Regions from separate parts of the Mus musculus genome. Here region 2 is linked to region 1. Evidence: chromatin contacts called from public HiChIP or PLAC-seq data. All regions are on one chromosome and are shown on one strand. The core of a region is the stretch at or near the end of the contact, and the rest is flanking DNA. Distances in the headings are between cores, read along the strand shown. Region 1 overlaps 1110002L01Rik (RIKEN cDNA 1110002L01 gene). Region 2 overlaps Dtnb (dystrobrevin, beta).

Region 1 (6,085 bases), core at 2,170-4,669:
TCCAGTCTAACAGTATACATTTTCCTTTTTTTTTTTTTTTTTTGAACTCACTTTGTAGACCAGGCTGGCCTTGAACTCAGAAATCTGCCAGCCTCTGCCTCCCGAGTGCTGGGATTAAAGGTGTGTGCCACCGACCGGCAACAGTACACATTTTTAACCTCTGTACTATCTGGGTGGTCTGCAGACCAGACCGGCCTTGAACTCAAGAAATCTGCCTGGCCCTGCCTTCTGAGCACTGGAGTCAAAGGTGTGTATCACACACATACTTGGCTTTATAAAGATTTTTGTTATTAGTTAGGTGTAGGTATGTGTACCTGAGTGCAGGTGCTCGAAGTGTCAGACCGCCTGGAGCTGGAGTTACAGCTGGTTAGAAGCGTTCAGTATGCTGGAAACCAGATTTGAGTCCAGGGTCAGGATGCCTCATATCAGAGTCTGCTGCCTCCGAGCTTTTAGACTGCCACAGAACCAGGTCTACCCAGAGGGCCAAATGGGGAGGGCAGCTGAGATGGAACCTCGTGATGGCAAGTCTTATGCTCATTTGTCCTATTACACTCACACAGACTTCATTCTGCTCTAAATCAATGCCTTTCAGCTATCAGGATTTCCAAAACTTAGAGCAAGACTTTTCTAAAGAGATCAATGAGATGAAATGACAGGAAGTCCCAGGGTGAGTTCTCCCATTACTGCTTTATAAGAGAGAATAAAACAGAAGTGCTGCCCTAGGGTACAGTGTTGCTCCCTGGCACCAAATGTCGTGAACTGACATTTCAGAATATCTTGGAAGGCTACCAGAATATTTTGTGAGTGCTCAAAAACATAAAAGGCCAGGCGTGAAGGTAGCACACACCTTCAATTCTAGCACTGGAGCAGCAGAGGGGGAGCTCTGGGAGTTCAAGGCCATTTTGGCCTGCATAGTGAGTTCCAGTGAGATGCTGTCTCGAGAGACAGAGACAGACTGGGAAGATAATGTACTCAGTAAAGTCCTTGCTTCATAAGTATAAAACCTTGAATCCAAGCCAAATGGTGGTACACACCTTTAATTCCAGTTCTTGGGAGATAGCAGATCTCTGTGAGTTCAGGGCTAGCCTGGTCTACAGAGTGAATTCCAGGACAACCAGTGCTACACAGAGAAAAGCCTAAAATGAACAAACAACCCTCACCCCCACCCTCTGCTAAAACAATAAAATTGTGAGTGCAATTCTCATGTAAACACCGAGGTAAACAAGCCAGCTGTGGTGTGGTGGCATCTGTTTCTAATCCTAGTGCTGGGGAGACCGAGACAGTGCCCTTGGGGCTTGCTGGCCAACCAGCCTAGCCTCACCAGCAAGCGTCAGGGCAATGAGAGACCATGCTTCAAAAAGCAAGGTGGATGACACTTAAGGAACGATCTGAGAGGTTTACCTCTGATGTCTGTCTACAGGAGGACAGGATAAAACCTGTAGTCGAAACACTCAGGAGATGAAGGCAGAAAAGCCAGGAAGTAGAGGCAATCCTTGGGTACATAGCCAATTCTAAACCATCCTGACATACAAGACGAAAAAATGTCTCAAAAGGGAAAAAAGGAAGTTTTGTGGAAACATGAAGAGGAGCCAAGTTCCTGTATTTGGAATATAAGGAAGCGATTCTACCAGAGACTGAATATATTTGCTTCCAGTTTATTAGACCACAACAGCAAAAATCATAGCATTTTGTATCAGGTGTACACAGACACTCAGGCTAAAAATATCCAAATGCAATAAATGTACTTTCAAAGAAAACCTTACAGGGTTAGGGTGGCTCAGCTAGAAAATGTGTGTATTGTGCTTAAAGCCTAGGTTTGATCCTTGCCACTATGTAGTGGGTCAATCTGTAATCCTGGCACTCAGGAGGTAGAAGCAGGAGGCTCAGAAAGAAGTTCTAGGCCATCCTCTGCTACAAAGTGAGTTCAAGGCTATCCTGTATTATGAGACTCAAATAAACAAAACAAAACCAAACAACCCCCCAAAAATCCAGGCAACAACAAAGAAACAAAACAAAGACAGACACATCTTTAAGTCAGGTGTAGTAGTACACACCTCTAATTCTAGCACTTGGGAGGCAGAGGCAGGTGAATTTCTGTTAGTGTTTAAAGCTAACCAGTGGAAGTCACTGGTCTACACAGTTAAGTTCCAGGACAGCTATGCTATATAATAAGACCTTGCTTCCCTGCCAAAACAAACTGTCTTAGTCAGAGTTTCTATTCCTGCACAAACATCATGACCAAGAAGCAAGTTCTTCAGCTTATACTTCCACACTGCTGTTCATCACCAAAGGATGTCCAGACTGGAACTCAAGCAGGTCAGAAAGCAGGAGCTGATGCAGTTTATGGAGGGATGTTTCTTACTGGCTTGCTTCCTCTGGCTTGCTCAGCTTGCTCTCTAATAGAACCCAAGACTACCAACCCAGGGATGGCAACACCCACAATGAGCCACCCCCCAACCCCCATTTTGATCACCAATTGAAAAAATGGCTTAGCCAGGCCATGGTGGTGCATGCCTTTAATCTCAGCACTTGGGAGGCAGAGGCAGGCGGATTTCTAAGTTAGCCTGGTCTACAGAGTGAGTTCTCCCAGATCTCATGGAGGCACTTCCCCAACTGAAGCTCCTTTCTCTGTGATAACTCCAGCCTGTGTCAAGTTGACACAAAACTAGCCAGTACACAATGAACAAAAAACTCCCCAAACCAAAAAACTTTTAATCTTTAATCAACAATTAGAAGATACTGTATATTACTAAAAGATTTTTAATTGTAACATTTTATTAAGTGTGTATGTGTGTGTGTGTGCATGCACATATGCCATGGTATGCAAATGATCAGAGGGCAACTTACAGGAATCAGTTCTTTCCTCCAATTGTATGGGTTCTAGGATCCAACACAAGCTAACAGACTTGGTGGTCAGCACCAGTACTTGTTGAGCCACCCTGCCAGCCCCACATGGTATATTACTTATCTCTCCTCTAGGTTGCCAACAGTATCAAAGGGGACTAGATTGGCTTAATTTTCCTTATTCCAATATATTCTGCCTCTAATGATAGCTAGTTAACTTTTTAGTATCTAAATCAGAAACCTCCATTCATTTTATTTACCCTTCAAGTAATGTGGGCACATTCTAGTTTAAATTCAAGACCACACATCTTAGGATGGCTCTCTAGGCTGCCAACCAACCTTACTACACTTCTCCCAGTATGCTTTCTCCTGTTCTCTAAGACAACTACATCATACAGTCCCTTTTCTCTGCAAGCTCCATCTTGTCAAGTTCCCCAAGCCTGCACTTCTTCTCCACTCTTCCCACATCCTTTTCCACTCGACTCTTTTTTAAAAATGCCTTCCTGTTTCATGGTCATAGGGACTTCTGCTGTGGCAGTGTCTTCACATGTCCCCTTCCCTTTAGCTCAGTTAGTTCTCAACATCTTAATGCAGTTCCTCATGCTGTGGTAGCCTCCAACCATAAAATTACTTTCGTTGCTACTTCATAGCTGTCCTTTTGCTAGTGTTATGAATTGTAATGTAAGTATATTTGGAAGTAGAGGTTTGCCAAAGGGGGTGTGACCCATAGGTTGAAAACTGCTGGAATGTCCCATGTATTGCTCTTGACAAGGTTAGTACCTTGTCTTCTCTGTCTTCTGCTTCAACTTAATGTCAAATTTCCAGTGGCTTTCTTTGTGACTTATGGGTGCTCACACCCAGTCACACACTAGCATATTAACTAGTAGGCTTTTTGTTTTGTCTTTTTTCCAGGCAAGGTTTCTCTTGTATAGTCCTGGCAGTTCTGGAACTCTATCTGTAGACCAGGCTGGCCCGGACCTGTCTCTGCCTCTGAGTTATAAGATTAAAGGTATGTGCTACCACCACCTGAGGTTTTAAGAATCTCTAAGAAATACACATGCTATGTGTGTTCCACGTGTATGTGGATAGCCAGAGAGGCTTGTAGAGGAAATCAGAACCCCTACAAGTGGAATTGCAGATAGCTGTTGGTTTCATGTGGGTGTGCTGGGAACTGAATTTGGATCCTTTGCAAGTGCAGTCAGTGCTCTTAATGGCCACCCATCTCTCCGGCCCTTATTTTTAAGGAGGTGGGGGGGGGGGAGGCTTATGTGGCTCAGTGTGGTCTCATGCATACTTGGTATGTGGCCGAAGCTGGTTTTTAACTCCCAACCCTACCGCACACAGCATCAAGTCTGGTTCTTCAACATCAGTTTTGATGTTGCCTTAACTCCTCCACTATGCTCATTCAAATAAAGTTTCATGACTACAGAGCCTTGTGCATCTGCTCTATTTCTGCATTCTTAACATTTTTTTAAAGATTTATTTATTTATTATGAGTACACTGTAGCTCAGACACACCAGAAGGGGGCATCAGATGGTTGTGAGCCACCATGTGGTTGCTGGGAATTGAACTCAGGACCTCTAGAAGAGCAGCCAGAGCTCTTAACCACTAAGCCTTCTCTCCAGCCCCATTCTTAACATTTAAATCATAGTCTTTCACAAATAACCAGTAAGCACTCTTTTTTAAAAATTATTTCAACCTGGTATGATGATGGTACATACCTCTAAACCCAAGAGGCAGAAGCAGGTGGATTATTTGTGAGTTTGAGACCAGACATAGTAAGTTGCAGGCCAGTCAGAGCTATATACAGAGACCCTGTCAAACAAATAAAAAATCCACATGTTGGGGGATGGTAAGATAGCTCAGCTGGTAAGAGCACTTGACTGCTCTTCCGAAGATCCTGAGTTCAAATTCCAGCAACCACAGGGTGGCTCACAACCACCCATAATGTGATCTGATGCCCTATTCTGGTGCATCTACAGTGTACTTATCTATAATAAATAAATCTTTGGGTCGAGCGAGCAGGGACTGAGCGAGCAGGGTTGCCTAGAGAGAGCAGAGGTCCTAAATTCAATTCCCAACAACTATATGAAGGCTCACAACCATATGTACAGCTACAGTGTGTACTCATATACATGAAAATAAATAAATAAATAAATCTTAAAACAAAACAAAACAAAAAAAAACAAAAGCAACCTACATGTCCTGGTGTGGTTATACACACACAAACAGTTTCCTCTGGAGTTCAGAAGAGAACATCAGATGCTCTAGAGCTGGAATTGAAATTGTGCAATTGAGAACCACCTGATCTGGATATATCTTAGGGTTTTACTGCTGTGAACAGACACCATGACCAAGGCAACTCTTATAAGGACAACATTTAATTGGGGTTGGCTTACAGGTTCCGTCCATTATCATCAAAGCAGAGTATGACAGCATTTAGACAGGCATGGTGCAGTTGAGAGTTCTACATCTTTATCTGAAGGCTGCTGTGAGAAGACTGACTTCTAGGGACCTAGGACTAGAGTATTAAAGTCCACATCCACAGTGACACACCTACTCCAAATATGCCACACATCCTAATAGTGTCACTTCCTGGCCCAAGCATATACAAACCATCACAGAGTACTAGGAACCCAAGTCCTTTGGAAGAACAACAAGTCCTTTTAAGTCTAGCTATCTCTCTAGCCCATTCCTTTCTGTTTTTCTAGCAGAAACCTTCCTAGTGTTGACATGACAATCATGTGCCTCTGTGTTTGGTTTTGTTGTATTTCTTGGGACAGGGCGTTGAAATGCTGGGCCCAAGCCATCCTGAGTCACAAGAACTTCATCACCATACCTTGCTAAAAATAAACCTTGTGGTTTTGTTTGTTTGCAGACAGGTCTAGTTATATAGTCCAAACTGTTTAGAAACTTACTGTGTAGGCCAGGCTGGCATGGACCTAATAGCAATTCTCCTGTCTCTGCCTCCATGAATATGATGACAAGCTTGAAATAGCATGCCTGACATAAAAATGAATATTCATTGAATCAATCAGTCCATCTTTAGAGAGATCACCGAGGACTTTAAAAATCTAAATAAATTACCCTCTAATCCCAACTGAAGAACTATGGTTAGTTAGTGGCCTCTGAGGAAGAATCAGTTTTCTGTTTGGTGTGGCTTCTGTGTCACCACAATTCATGGATGGCCCACATCCAAAATTATATGGACAGTGTATGTTGGAGGCAATGGATTTAAAT
Region 2 (6,085 bases), core at 2,675-5,174, 340 kb after region 1:
TACTTCCCCATCAATAGGTACATTTCCTGAGCAAAACAGAAAGATGGAAGATCAAACCCAGCTTTCAAACATTTTTACCAGGAAGTGACAACTTAGTCACTTCCGTCCCCTTCATTATCAGATCGAGTCTCATGGCCACAGTTGACTCAAAGAGACTTAGGCCAGGTAGCTCCAGCTTGTTTAGAAGTCAGAGAGAAGACTCTCTCACACAAGTAGGAGAGTGAGGGACTGAGTTTGGAAGGAAAGCAAGGGACCCGAGTCCTTTCTGCCCCTCCTACCCACATCTCTGACAGTCTCTTCCCATCATTCATCATGGCCAGCTGCTGAGACGAGTGCCTTTTCATCTGCAGGGACCGACCTCCAGCACCCCTCGTTCTCTGCATCCCTGTACCCAGAAGCACTTGCTGGGAGTTCATTTCTAACAGCTACCTCACTAGCACTTCCTGATATCTCTGTCTCTGAGTGTGACAGCCCAAAGGGACCCATGACTTGGAGGGACCCTCCTCCCTGTCTGAGCTGAGGGCAGCAAGCTGTAGCAGAACTTTTGTGATTGTTATATTTTCTTCAAATGTTATGAAATAACATGTAATCTGTGAAATATGAAATTGTCAACCTATGAGGCTAATTTAATGCTGTCCTTGCTGTACATGGTGGACATGACTATGACCCTATCACTTGGGAGGTAGAAGCCGAAAGATCAGGCGTTCAAGGTCATCTTAAGTTAAGTAACAAGTTCAAGGACAGCCTGGGCTGTTAGAGATGCTGACTCAAGCACAACATACTTGCATAGTGACCTTTCATTCTTCGTGAGATCACCATCTCTTGAGATCAAAAAAGGAATTTTCCACATCCAACAGCCCAAGCAGTGTCCTGGTCCTTACATCCTGAAAGGACTATGTCCATCTAAATGGGAAAAGCTCCTGCCCACCCCACAGGGTTTACACTGGACTCACCCATGGTCACATTTGTAAGATAAAAAGATTGCAAGAAGACGAAGTCTTTAGATCCAATCCTTCTGTGGCGTGTGTCATTGTTGAGTGAAAAAGAGTGTAAGTCTTTTGAGCCAAACCATCTGTGGCCTGTGCCATTGTTGAGTGTGACAAAACTTTCTAAATGAAGAGTTACTGTGGGGTGAGTGGTGGGGCAGAGAGGCAGGAAGATGTCAGATCCCTGGAACTGGAGTTACAGGTTAGTTGTGAGCCATAGTGTGGTCCTCTGGAAGAGCTGTAAATGCTCTTAACCACTAAGCTATCTCTCCAACCCCTACAAGGTTTTATGCTAACTGCTATTAAGATTCTGCTCAGAGAACACTTCAAACACCAAATATGTGGGGTTTTACGCCAAACAGTTTTTCAATTCACTCTAGGCACCCACTGGTGGTGCTGTCATTTAACTGTTTATGATACTGACTAACTGGGTGTAACACCAAAGCCTGGGCTAAGGGCTCATCTCACAAGACTGACTCTGACTTGAGATACCTGTAAGCTGTAAGCACTGGGGCTCCAGTTGCCTGCACTTCAGTCTGATTTGACTGAAAATTCTTTCCTCTTCCTTAAGTTTGATCATTTGCAATAATGGCTTGCACAACTAACAGAACCTCTTCTTTGTTGTTAGGATGCAAATGTACAGATAGATAAAGAGGTACATACTTCAAGGTCTAGAAGGTCCCAGTACAGGAGTTTTCCCCCTGTACTGTGGACACTGCCCCCCCCCCCTGGCATGTAGGTGTTCACTAACCCCTTCATTCAAGATGGTTAGCTTCGTCTCTATTCATGTTCCTCAGAGGTCTGTAGAGGGCACCAAGGTCTAACACTGAATCATGCTGTGGGCTTTCTGGCAAACAAACAGCTCCTTCCTGAAAGCAGCCTTAGCGTACATATGCTCTTTTTTTTTTTTTTTTTTTTTTTTAAGATTTATTTATTTATTTTAGGTAAGTACACTGTAGCTGTCTTTTCAGACACCCCAGAAGAGGGCATCAGATCTCATTCCGGATGGTTGTGAGCCACCATGTGGTTGCTGGGATTTGAACTCAGGACCTTCGGAAGAGCAGTCAGTGCTCTTAACTGCTGAGCCATCTCAACAGCCCCCACATATACTCTTAACTTTCTAGTGAGTCTAAAGATTTTTAGAAGCTTTTGTGACTGAACCTAGGATAGAAGACCAAATTCATACTTGTTATATCACAATATTATAGTTATTTTAACTTTGCAAGAACTTGAGAACAGTGGATAGTAGTACTGTTACTTTAAAATGTTTGATGCTAGAGGTCAGAGGTATTGCCATCCTTAGCATATATGATATAGTGCCTTGTACTCCATCCCAAGCACTGAAAATAAGTGAATAAATAGATAAGCACACCTTATTGAGGCCTTGCCTTCAGCCCCAGCCACTCTCTCAGCACCTTGAGTGACCTTACCTAGCAATCCTTCTGTCTCTCTTCCCTCATTCTCTTTTCTTCTCTTTCCTCATGGCTTCTTCAGATCAGACTGCTCACTCACCCCGTAGTTTAAGAAGCTCATTCCACTAGACTGGCTGATTTAGGGTTAATCATGACCCAACCATCATGAGTCTGTAATTAAAGGACCTTGCCAGCTCTCTTTACTGTTGTGTTTCCAGTCTCTAACCCAGCCTGCTGCACTGCAGATACTCAATAAATATTTGCTGAGGGAAAACCACCATTAGCAAGAAGACTGCACAAGTTAATCATTGTATTAATTGTGAGGAACATAACCAGTTCACGTGCCTGTAGCAGCAATTCTGGTCCAGCTACTCTCAAGAAATAGGCAGATCCATTCAGGAGACTGAGTTGTGACGAAGAAATCCTCTTTACAAGGAGTCAGAAAAACAAATTTCAGCTCTGTGTGGTGGCACACACTTTTAATCCCTGCAATGAGGAGGCAGAGGTGGTGAATCTCTGTGATTTAGAGGCCAGCCTGGTCTACAGAGCAAGTTCCAGGACACCCAGGACAATATAGACTCTTTCTATAAATAGATAGGTGAATAGATAGATAGATGGATGGACGGACGGACGGGCGGGCGGGCGGACAGACAGACAGACAGACAGCAATGACTATGTTCATCTGGATACAGTCCAGATCACTCCAGATCTGGAAGGACTAAACATCCCAGCTCCCTTAGGAGACATCTCAGATGTGTATTTCCCCCCAGTATAACATATCATATCACTTCTGGATATATGGATCTATCTCTCTCTCTCTCTCTCTCTCTCTCTCTCTCTCTCTCTCTCTCTCTCTCTCTCTCTCTGGCCTTGAACTCAGAAATCTGCCTGCCTCTGCCTCTCTGCCTCTCTGCCTCTCTGCCTCTGCCTCTCTGCCTCTGCCTCTCTGCCTCTGCCTCCCAAGTGCTGGGATTAAAGGCATGCGCCACCACCACCCGGCACTTCTGGATCTCTTAAGGCTCAATTAAAATTAAGCTGTCCATGTATGTGTCCATGGCCTGGGGTCCAGCTTTCCATGAAGGATTTCTATGCTCCTCTCATACAGCTCCCATGTTTCTCACCCCATAACAGAAGCCTGGATCGACTTCCAACACAGCCAGGAGTTACATTGACTCTGACTCGCAATGCTCTGCCACATATATCAGAGTCTGTTTAATGCTCAGTCTGTTAGAGCATTCAAAAGAAACGAACACAAATTCCATTCTCAAATAGTAGGGACATAATTTTCTGGTTAGTAGGAATGTAACTTCTTGGTTGGCACAATGCCTTAAATATGGAAATAGAAGTCAGATCATTGTCATCCTGAGCCTCAGTTACACTCCTGCCTCCTAAGTCTGCAAAACCTTGGCTTTTGGTGAGTGGATGAATTGATGTACTTCAAGGTAACCCCACAGCCTTTGCCCTGGGCCTCAGTCTCTGCACGCACAGCTGTCGGCTGGATCCAGTGGCCTGCAGATGGCGTGTGGACGTCTACCCAGAGTGCATGTTTATCCCTCTTGCTCCTATGCTCCCTGCAGGGCCCCAGCAGTTCCTTGTTTTGGTTTTGGTTTCATTTTGTAAAAAGAGGAAATATAATTATGTTCTCATAGAGCTCTGTGAACACTGGCAGGAAGTTTTTAGTGAGAATGATTAGAAAGGAGAAATAATTCTTGGATCTGAGGGGTATGCCTCTGTTTTGATCATTCCATAAAAGACAAGCTAAGAGGCTTTCTTCTATCTTATTTCCATCATATACTGTATTTCTGTATTTTGCTTTCCTGACTGTAATGTGTATATGATATGAAAACTGTTCCCCATGTTCCCTAGGAAACTCACACACACTAGACTAGAGAAATCCTCCCGAACACACACTCTTTCCAGAATGCTACCTACTATCCAGATATCATTAAAAAACAAAAACAAAAAAACAGCCAAAGACAAGACAGAGTAAGCCATGGATTCTAGATTTAGAACCCCAGAATCTGGGAAAATAAATGTCCCTGCCAAGAAAACAGTGGAAAGAGATTATTCTGGGTTAGGTGTGGTCTTGGCTGTAATATTCTTGGCCATGTTACAGAGAAATACCTTCTAGATACCTAGAACTGTGCAGCTAAAACTCCAGCTGATCTAGCCAGGCAGATATGGGTTGGAATCACCACTGGCTCAGAGGTGCTGAGCACCATACTCTCTGCTCCTCTAGAAGAGGGGCCTGTGCTCTCAGACACAGAGCCATCTCTTCAGCTCCAGGAGGAGTGTTACTGAACAAGGTATTATCATAGAAGTGGAATTTCAGTTCGCCTTGTTGCATTCTAGACTATCACTGATTGGTAGGTTTGAGCTCTCACCCTCTTACTGACCTAGCCTTACCTTTTTAACCACGTCCTCCAGGTCCTATCTAGTCTTGTTTCTTATGTGCAACCTGAGTATTTGGTACTGTCCATGAGACACTTTTCTCTTAGTGAGGTTTCTGACCATTTATCTGAGAATTGGTTTTGGGGACCCAATGGAGAGACCATCTTACATAGGGGTAGCCAACCCAGGAAAAGACTGGAGAATTCTAGTCTTAGAATGTATGAACTTTCTTAACTAAGATTTTATATATCAACTTTCTTTTTGTTCTTTGAGTTTATTGTAAGTCATAGTACGTTGTGCTTCGTTCCAGAAATTCAATATGCTTTCTTCTTTGCACCAAGAAAAATAAACACCTTGCCTTCTACCCTTTTGAGTCCAGAAGTTCGTCTTAGCTTCTATATAACAGTGATTCAGGTAGAGACAAAATCATGATTGAAAGCCAAATGCACACTACTACCCCCTCCCAATACTGTTGATTCACTTAGAGAATCTTGGCAATCCTAGAAGACCGCATAGGTCTCTGCAGTGAGACAGGTTATATATGGGTCCTGAGTTTCCCATCATGGTGTAGAAACAAACAGATGCCAGTTCTCTGCAGAGGGACCATATGCAGACCTGTTGGGGGCCTTATCCTTCCACCAGATACACAATAGAGAAATACATATTCTTGGAGCAGTGCAACATCATAGAAAGTCTCAGTACTCTATGGGGTATCTGGAAACCAGGTTTGTCTTTTAAAGGTCATGATGGCCTGTTTTTGTAAATGGGTGCTTGCTGAGGCAGGATGTTCCAGTGCCTCCTTCCCTTGCTTCAGTTCAGCCCAGACGGGATATATCCAGCTGCCTTTGGATGCTGGTCTTTTCTCTCCCTGCTCCCTTGTTATGCATGCACTGTGGCTCCCATGCCCAGTCCTGACTCCCAGCAGTTGATGAGGTAGTTATTTTCTCATCCTGCGGCAGGGCTGATGCGGTGGAGACAGCCCACCCTCTCTCCACAGTGCACAGTGCCAGCAGCAGCTCAGAATGGTGTGTGATGCTTTTACCTCTTCTCTGAGGGGAGATGTCCTGGGCCCAATCTTTATCTGCCCCCATCTCCATTCAGCTGCAGCTGCAGTGCCTGAACTTCAGACTTATAGCTCCTTTCTCCCTGGATTTTGTTTTTGTTTTTCTGACAAGGCACCTGACAACCAGCAGCAAAGAGGCCAGTTTGTTTAATTTAAATACACTGCGGCAAAGTGGAGGTAATCGTCCACACAGGCCATCTGCTGCCTGGCAGGTATCCATGAGTCAGGGAAAG

The links. HiChIP or PLAC-seq counts read pairs in DNA pulled down with a chosen protein or histone mark.
Region 2: an H3K27ac HiChIP or PLAC-seq map of microglia shows a contact between it and region 1, with 4 times the contacts expected there. The contact joins two enhancer-like sites. A contact is called at or near these places in 1 of 115 datasets of contacts at active chromatin or transcription factors (microglia) and 1 of 9 other capture datasets (adipose tissue).

What each region holds. Positions count from the first base shown.
Region 1 is chr12:3,417,337-3,423,421 of GRCm38.p6, forward strand. The region is part of intron 1 of 1110002L01Rik (RIKEN cDNA 1110002L01 gene); the gene reads right to left. Among named protein-coding and RNA genes, the nearest start is that of 1110002L01Rik, 6.4 kb to the right of the region's middle. Within about 2 kb of position 3,420, at least 23 of the 459 cell types and tissues checked have an H3K27ac peak or open chromatin away from gene starts, as enhancers often do. A contact at or near this core is called in microglia, where this site is marked.
Region 2 is chr12:3,755,682-3,761,766 of GRCm38.p6, forward strand. The region is part of intron 15 of Dtnb (dystrobrevin, beta); the gene reads left to right. Among named protein-coding and RNA genes, the nearest start is that of Dnmt3a, 48 kb to the right of the region's middle. Within about 2 kb of position 3,925, at least 112 of the 459 cell types and tissues checked have an H3K27ac peak or open chromatin away from gene starts, as enhancers often do. A contact at or near this core is called in microglia, where this site is marked.